Regions from separate parts of the Sus scrofa genome. Here all the other regions are linked to region 1. The links are chromatin contacts, called in public HiChIP or PLAC-seq maps. All regions are on one chromosome and are shown on one strand. The core of a region is the stretch at or near the end of the contact, and the rest is flanking DNA. Distances in the headings are between cores, read along the strand shown. Region 1 has its middle 37 kb from the start of EDN1. Region 2 overlaps TMEM170B (transmembrane protein 170B). Region 3 has its middle 58 kb from the start of MIR7136.

The links. HiChIP or PLAC-seq counts read pairs in DNA pulled down with a chosen protein or histone mark.
Region 2: an H3K27ac HiChIP or PLAC-seq map of alveolar macrophages shows a contact between it and region 1. The contact joins two enhancer-like sites. A contact is called at or near these places in 10 of 47 Hi-C or Micro-C datasets (alveolar macrophages, embryonic fibroblasts, heart right ventricle and 6 more) and 1 of 2 datasets of contacts at active chromatin or transcription factors (alveolar macrophages).
Region 3: a contact with region 1 is called in an H3K27ac HiChIP or PLAC-seq map of alveolar macrophages. The contact joins two enhancer-like sites. A contact is called at or near these places in 13 of 47 Hi-C or Micro-C datasets (alveolar macrophages, embryonic fibroblasts, fetal skeletal muscle and 7 more) and 2 of 2 datasets of contacts at active chromatin or transcription factors (alveolar macrophages and skeletal muscle).

What each region holds. Positions count from the first base shown.
Region 1 is chr7:8,713,690-8,716,456 of Sscrofa11.1, forward strand. No RefSeq gene overlaps it. Among named protein-coding and RNA genes, the nearest start is that of EDN1, 37 kb to the right of the region's middle. Within about 2 kb of position 1,377, at least 8 of the 83 cell types and tissues checked have an H3K27ac peak or open chromatin away from gene starts, as enhancers often do. A contact at or near this core is called in alveolar macrophages and retroperitoneal adipose tissue, where this site is marked.
Region 2 is chr7:8,123,323-8,126,089 of Sscrofa11.1, forward strand. It overlaps TMEM170B (transmembrane protein 170B), which reads left to right. Exons shown (of 3, transcript XM_003482132.4): 3 at 1,105-2,767. The coding sequence ends at 1,235. Among named protein-coding and RNA genes, the nearest start is that of MIR7136, 11 kb to the right of the region's middle. Within about 2 kb of position 1,374, at least 5 of the 83 cell types and tissues checked have an H3K27ac peak or open chromatin away from gene starts, as enhancers often do. A contact at or near this core is called in alveolar macrophages, where this site is marked.
Region 3 is chr7:8,192,237-8,195,003 of Sscrofa11.1, forward strand. No RefSeq gene overlaps it. Among named protein-coding and RNA genes, the nearest start is that of MIR7136, 58 kb to the left of the region's middle. Within about 2 kb of position 1,400, at least 3 of the 83 cell types and tissues checked have an H3K27ac peak or open chromatin away from gene starts, as enhancers often do. A contact at or near this core is called in alveolar macrophages and retroperitoneal adipose tissue, where this site is marked.

The DNA of each region.
Region 1 (2,767 bases), core at 127-2,626:
CGAAGATCTAGGCTTTACCCTGTCAGTTATTAGCTTATGCTAACTTCTCTCCAACTCCGTTTTTCCGATTCCAGCTGGGGATAATACTACTTACTCTGTCTGCTTTACAAGATCTTTGTAAGTCAATTGCTATTATGTAACACTGTTCGGTGTTATTTATTTGCATCTGAATAGAATCTAGAGCAGTGCAAAGCAGGTGCTCAATAAACATGAGGTAATTAAATGACTTTTTGGAAATGTCCTGTCCACCGTAAAAGCACGGTACTGATGTTTTTCTCATACTTCTCAGAGCTGACCCTAGTAGCGGGCCATGTTCTAGACCCCTGTTTCTGTGGTGTGCAGGGTTCTGCCCTGGCTGGGTTGCAGGGATCCCTTTCCAGGCCACAGCATCTTCTTGTTTTCTGGGAGCCCATCTCCTCATGTGGATCTAAACCACTGCCCAGCAGACGGCGTATGTAAACACTGTGGCTGAACAGCAAATGTTGGTCCCCAAGAGGGCTAGTCTTATACATTCATAACACATTTTCATGCAACACAGGATGACTGTTCCTGGAAGTGGGAATTGCATTGGTCTAGGAAATTTCAAGGGAGTTAAAGCAAGGGACGATAATAAATACCAGGATTATAGCAAAAAAGGAGAACTTTAGAAGCATTCTCATGAAGAATTCCTGTTTGTACATGTCTTATGGATTGAATGCTGTAACCCTTAAATTCACGTGTGGAAGCCCTAAGCCTTGATGGGACCGTGTTTGGAGATGGGTCTATAAGGAGTGATCAAGGTTAAATGAAGCCGTAAGAGTGAAGCCTTAGTTCTCCTACACAACTTGTCCTTCTAAGAAGAGGAGAAGGCACCAGGGCTCTTTCTCTCCCCACTCCAGCCCCCACCCCTGGGGGCCCCAGAGGGAAGGCGGCATGTGGGTGGAGCAAGAAGGCAGCCATCTGCAACCAGAAAGTGGAATCTAGACTCCTGAACTATGAGAAAACACATTTCTGCTAAGCAACCCAGTTTGTGGTATTTTGTTACGGCAACCAAAGACAAGTGTTGGTACAGAGAATGAGGTGCTTCTATTACAAAGGCTTAAAAATGTGGAAGTGGCTTTGGCACGGGGTGCAGGGTGAGGTCTAGAAGAGTTTTGAGGTGCACGGTAGAAAACGCTTCGGTTGCCTCGAAAGGACTATGGATAGAAATGTAGACATTGAAGCAATTTTGATGAGGGCTCAGAAGGAAAAGGGGCAAGGGGGCTAGAGAGAAAGCCTCTGTCATCTTAGGGAACACATATTTCACCATGAACAGAATGGTGGTGGAACTATGGACCCTGCAGGACGTTCTAATGAAGTTTCAGAGAGAAATGAGGAACAGAGCATCAAAAACTGGAAGAAAGGCAAGCCTCGTGACAAAGCGGCAAAGAACTTGGCTGAATTCTGTTTTCATGTTTTGTGTAACTTAGACCTTGGGAGTGACGTAACTGGATATTTAGCCGAGGAGAGTTCTAAGCACAGTTGAAGACATAGCTTACGAGCTCCTTACTGCCTACAGCAAAATGCAAGAGGACAGAGGAAATTGAAGGAATTGTTAAACAAAAAGGAACCAGAGCTTGACGATGTGGACAATTCTCAGCCTATCCATTTTGCAAAATTGAAGAAGGCACACTGAAGAGATCACGAAAGGTGTTCTTATTCATTTGATAAGGGGATCAGGAGGGGTGTAAACCACGAATTTAATGAGCCATTTTCCCAGAAACCAGGATGGAGATGGGATTATACCACCAGAAACCTTGCCAGCTGGGACCAAATGGAACAGGGAACATAGAAGAGTGAGGCAGTCAGGCCTCTGGGATTCTATAGACTGGACAATAGAGCTATCCAATTGTAAACTTGATTTATCCTTCAAGAAAAGGGAAGAATGGTGCCAAAGGTGACTCAGAGGCCATCAGGATTATCACAGAAGCCTAGGGAGCAGGGCTGGTTCCTCTTTGGTTTCAAAGGTTCTCATTAGCAGGCCAGGGCCTGCCTCTTGGGCAGGGCCGCGACCTAGGCCCATTGTGATGACACTGCTGTCCCAGGAGGCCCGAGAGGATGAGCACCAGGTCAGAGAAGATTATTCTTTTTTTTTCTTTTTAGAGCTGCACCCATGGCATATGGAAATTCCCAGGCTAGGGGTCGAATCAGAGCTACAGCTGCTGGCCTACACCACAGCCACAGCACCAGATCTGAGCTACGTCTGCAACCTACATGACAGCTTCTGGCCATGCTCGATCCTTAACCCACCAAGAGAGGCCAGGGATCGGATCGAACCGAACCCACATCCTCATGGACACCATGTTTTGGTCTTAACCCACCGAGCCACACTGGGCCTCCAAGAGAGGATTCTTCTTATTTTTTTTTTTCCCCTTTGGTTTTTAGGGCTGTACCTGTGGCATATGGAATTTCTCTGGCCAGGGGTCGAATTGGAGCTGCAGCTGCTGGCCTAAACCACAGCCACAGCAACATAGGATCCGAGCCTCAATGACAAACTATACCATAGCTCATGGCAATGCCGGATTCCCGAACCACTGGGCAAGGCCAGGGATCAAATCCGCATCCTCATGGATGCTAGTTGGATTCTCTTCCACTGTGTCACAACAGAACTCCAAGAAGGTTATCCCTGAGCTTTAACATCTAATGGGTTTTGCTTTGCTCAGGACCTGACTCTCCCTCTTTCTGATTTCTCCCTCTGATGTCTATCCCACGTGTGTCTCGTCATTGCATTTTGAAGGCACAGAATTGG
Region 2 (2,767 bases), core at 124-2,623, 590 kb before region 1:
CTGAATGGTGAGCCACTGATTGGCGATAACCTTTACCATTTACTACTGCCATGACTGCTAACCAAAATTTGGAGTACTTAAACTTAGATCAGACACTATTTAAAGTACTTTCCAAGTATTACCTCTTAATCTTCATACCCACCCATTTTACAGTGGAGGGAATAAAGCACAGAGAGGTTAAGTGACTGCTCAGAGTAACACAGGTACTAATTAGTACTCCAAAAGCCATGCTCTTAACCTTTTATAATTTGTTTGAATTAACAAATTTGGTACTTCCCAGGCAGCCTGAGCTTAGATTTTTTACTTGTGGGATCATTTTCAAAGCTTACTGTTGGAGAAATAGAGGCCAGTTTGTCATTTTTTAAATTGAAAATAGTCATGGAAATGTAGGGTAAATCCAAAGTAAAAACAGTATTTCTTAGGTTTAACATAATTTCTGATAACAGGAGTTTCCGTCGTGGCTCAGTGGTTAACACATCTGACTAGGAACCACAAGGTTGCGGGTTCAATCCCTGGCCTTGCTCAGTGGGTTAAGGATCTGGCGTTGCCATGAGCTGTGGTGTAAGTCGCAGATGTGGCTCGGATCCCGCTTCGCTTTGGCTCTGGTACAGGCTGGTGGCTACAGCTCTGATTCCACCCCTAGCCTGGGAACCTCCATATGCCACGAGTGCGGCCCTAGAAAAGACAAAAGACAAAAAACCCCAAACAAACATAATTTCTGATAACAAAGGCTATGATCTTCAAAAAATTGGAGAACATTATCCAGTTCTAAAATTTGAGGATATGACCAATTATCCCCAAAGCTGAGGGATTGTAATACCGAATGATTCATTTTTATGAACATTTTTTGGTGTCAGGCAAGCAGGATATGCTGTAAATATGTATTTTTCAGTTGACTATAAAGCCTGTTGCCAGTTTTGTGGGTAAATGTGGTATGGTAGAGGGTAACTTACCAACCACATGGAAAGTCATAGAAAATTGTAAAACGAGAATAATGGGTGACGTACCGTGTTTGGCTGAGATGGCAGGAGACCCTGAGTTACAGCCGCGCCGCGTGTCCCAGCACGAGCGCCCGTGTGACCTGCCCGCCCTCTTTCCGTGCAGGCGCAGCGGTGGCCGGCATTTACCGAGTGGCCGGGAAGAACATGGCCCCCTTGGAAGCGCTGGTGTGGGGCGTTGGACAGACCGTACTGACATTAATCATCTCCTTTTCAAGGATCCTCGCCACACTCTGAGGTTTCTGTGGGACTGTCTTACTTCACTTAAGGAAACAAATGTACAGATTCTCTGAAAACAGCATTGTCAACAAGTGGGAATGAAATTGTGCAAGAATGTGGAAAGAGCAGGTCGAAACCTGAGGCCTTGCGCTGCGTGGGAAGACTGCCCTCTGGTGTTCCAGTGATTGCACTACCGCACTGCACCTTACGTGCCTCCGTCCCAGGCCAGGCGCATCACACCCGTGAAGCTACAAGCAAAAGCACCTTGTTCAGCTGCCAATCAGGTTAACATTGGTGTTGACTCATCGTTGTGCACAGTGTTGTGTTAAGTTACAGGGACATTTTGAAGAATTGATATATGTGCCAAACTCTTCTTTTTTTTTTTTAACATTGATCATGTGAAATTTGCAAGTGTAAATGTAGACGAGTGCTGTGAACACATTTGACATGAATCCAGGTGATATCGTGAGATTTCTGTTTTGTGATGCTAAATCCCGTATGAGTGCTGAATACTGAATCAGTGTGAGACAAAGTATTTGATTTTTAATGTTGAATGTTTCTGGGATTTAGGGCTTTCATATGAATTAGGCATTATTATTATTTAATTTACTTGGAAAATAATACTTAATGGAAAAACTGCTAAACTCTTTTAAGGACTCAAAGTAGATCTGTAGGGAGCATCCTTCTCACTCACTTAAATAACAGTTTTAATAGTTTCCCTCAAACATTCTATTGACATGAACTAAAAACCTTTATGGGTCACACACATTGGTTGTAGTTTGTGTGTCATAAAAATATAATTTGAAATTTTTCTTATAAATTTTGTGAGAAAAGAAGTATGAAATGCATGTTGCATTCTTGACCCTTCTGAAGAAAGTTTTTGCCATGTATCTCATGGAGAAAACATCTTTATAACTAGTATCTCAGTGGGATTATATTACTTGTTGCATATATCTTGATTTTTGACAAAACATAAGCAGTCTTTCATTCTGGAGTATTAACTATATTTAAAGAGTGGCCTAAATTAGGCTGTGAAAACAAGAAGCCTCATTTGTAGATAAGTAGCAAGTAAGTCATATAGGAAGAGTAATAAACTGTCTTACTTTGAGTATGTGGTAACATCATAATTTCTCTAAGTAAAAGGGGAATGTAGTAAATAATTTTAAAATGTGGCAATTAATTTCAGCATATCAGTACAGTATTAGACATATATTTGAGTGATTCATTTCACTTGTCAGCTTTTGATTTATGCAGTTATTTAAGTTTACTAGAATCTGTGATGACATTTTATTAGAATGAAAAAGTCCTTAGCATTTTCAGAGGTTTTAGCAAAATGCAGTTGTTTTTAAGAGTGCAAGAAGCAAGGGAAACACAGAACCTAGTTGAATTTGTCTCTTACTGAGCTTTCTTTTTTAAATACCAGATACAGTTATATATATATATGCCAACTCAAAGGAAGAGCCAACTGCAGAAAATGTGAAGTTAAGGACAATCCACAAAATAACTTGCATGCTCCACCTAACCTCACTGTTTTATGATCTAATTTGGTA
Region 3 (2,767 bases), core at 150-2,649, 520 kb before region 1:
TCCATTTGCTCATGGTGGTAACTGGCTTGGCAACACACTCAACTGCTTCTTTCTCCGTTCTACTCCCCAGCTCTCCTGCTGGTGTTCTGGGATCACCTCCCAAATAAACTATCTACACTTGAACTCTTGCCTTAGCGTATGCTTCCAGGTAAATGTGAACCAAGATAGGACCCTATTGGAAAAATCCCAGGTAACTCAGAGATGGATGAAGATGGGTAGGGGACCAAAGATGCCAAGGAATAAGATACACTGCTATTATTGATTCATAGCAACATGGGGTTGTGATGCCCCTGCTGGACACATCTTCTAGACCATGCATTCTCAACAGGAATATCAACCCTGAAAAGGGAAAATACATAAATTCTACTATTTATGTATAAAGCCTGGATATACATAGAGTATAAGCAGATATACTGTGTATCTGTTATCTCAAAACTACATAATGGGGGAAATTTAGGAAAAAATGTCTGAAAATTCTCCTTAGGGAGCAATAATGAAAACTAGGTTGAGAAACACAGCTTTAGACACTACTGCCACGAACGCTATATTGCTGCCCTGATGGTGCAATAACCCTAATTAAAGCATCACTCCCTGAAGGATCATGATATGATGGAAACATCCGACTGACAGAGTATATATGACATCACTCAGTTCTAGTCATAGGTGTGGGTGGAGGGAACATCTACCCCTCCTCCTTCTGTTGTAGCTGTCAGAGTCCAGCTTTCCCTCAGACTCACAAAATAGAGGAGCTCTCCTCTCAAAGTCTGAAGGAGGTCTAGGTGTTCTGAACAAGTGACTGTGGACCTTGAGGCGTTTGAGGCTCCATCTTGGGAATTCCTGGTACTGCCTTGTTCCAGAAAGTGGAATTTACTGAGAGGTACTTGTGGGGAGACAGATATGTTTTGGGTTATAAGTCTACCAGAGGTTTATAAGCCATTCATCAGAGAAGTTTTAAAATAGGCAAGGGTCTAGTTTAGGGTTCTTGAGTAAAAAATGTCATATAAGAGAGCTGTCCTTGGATACAGACCTTTAAATTCATGTACATATACATTTTGGAAATTGGGACTTAGAATTAGCAATTCAGCTAGACGGCCTGGGGCATGGTGGAAAGATCACACTATTCAGGTGCTCTCAGCATTGCCAAAGGCCAGCAGTGAGATCACCAGCAAGCCTCTTGTTTCTCTTATTTACATGAGGAGAGTGCTGCACTACAGGCTTTTAGAGCGTCTTCTATTTCTATCATTTTATGTATCAAGGGAGCTAGGAAGAGGGGATGGAAGAAAAGAAAGGGGGAACAAAATATGCAATGTGGCTTTTTCGTGTGTGTCACGGCCCTTTAAATCTTCTAACGATACTAAGAAGACGTTATTACTTTCATTGCATGGTGAGGAAGTGGAAGTTCAGAGAGGTTAAATCATTTGCCCAAGTTCACTCAGAAACTAAATAGCACTCAAACCAGGATTTGCCTGGTTTTGAAAGTCACGTACTTTCCACCAAACCGCAGTGTCCCATGCTCTAAGGGAAACAGTAGAGTCAGCAACTGCATGCTTTGGGTATTCTTCCTCCCCCTGATTTTGGGCGCACTCTCTTGGAGGCCTGGGCATCTCCCGTGTTGCTGAGATCCTAGGCTATCTCATCCTGGCATGCCTGTCCTTGCCAGTGCCCTACATTCACTTCATTTCCTTCTCCATTTTGAGCTTTCCTTGCTCTCAATGAAATGCACAGTCAGGAGACTGTGAAATGCACGAAAAAAACGACCCAGGCTCTCAGGACTGAGTGCTGACTGCTGGCTAATCTGGTTAATATATATGTTAATGGGAGAAGGATAAAGCAGCAGCAGGTCTTTCTGCCTTGAAGCTGTGGAGTGAATTAGATGTCCATTTCAGTCTAAAGCATATATCCATATAAACTCTGAGTACAGGGCTGAACACCACTAATTCACAGTGGATATCGCTTCCAGTGCAGCAGCCAAAGCCCTAGACCGTGAACTGGGAGAGCAGAGGCCTAGCTCCAGCTCTGGCAGGAAGGACAGGAGTATAGCGCAGAGTAATGACAGGCAAAGGAGAGGTTCAGATCATGCTCCCTGCTTTCTCACACATCACTCCTACAGGCAGCCATCAGGTCTACCTTAGCCCAAGCTCATTCACCAGGTTTATGTGTGTGTTGCCCTGAGCAGAGATCAGAACGCAGACTAAATTAAAATTTTGGAAACAATTAGAAACAGATGACCAGTGGCAAAGACGTGATTCTTTTTCTCACCTCCAAGAGTCTAATGGCTACATTTTCCCCATGGTAATGCCAAGGCGATATGGTCTGGTGGGAAAGCTGTGTGCTGGGACTCAGAGGACCTTGGTTTGGGCCCCTTGGTCTTCAGTAAATCGAGTAAATCCTCTGAGCTGTCTCCCTCCCTTTTTTCTAAATCCACTTTATTGAAGTACAATTTACATACAACAAATTCACCCATTTTAAGGGTAGAGTTGATAAGGTTTGATGAATGGATATGTTCACCATAATCAGGATTCATGACTTTTCCACCAGCCCCAACTTCTTTATTACATATAAAGCTATAATGATCATTTAATTCTTCTTGAGTCAGTTTTAGAAATTTGTGTTTTTGAAGAACTCTGCCACCTCTGCTATCAAATTTACTGGCATAAAATCATTCATAATAAGCAAATGGAAGTTCTCAGTTTAGGGGTCAAATCAAAGCTGTAGCTGCCAGCCATAGCCACAGCCACAGCAATGCCAGATCCAAGTGAAATCTGCC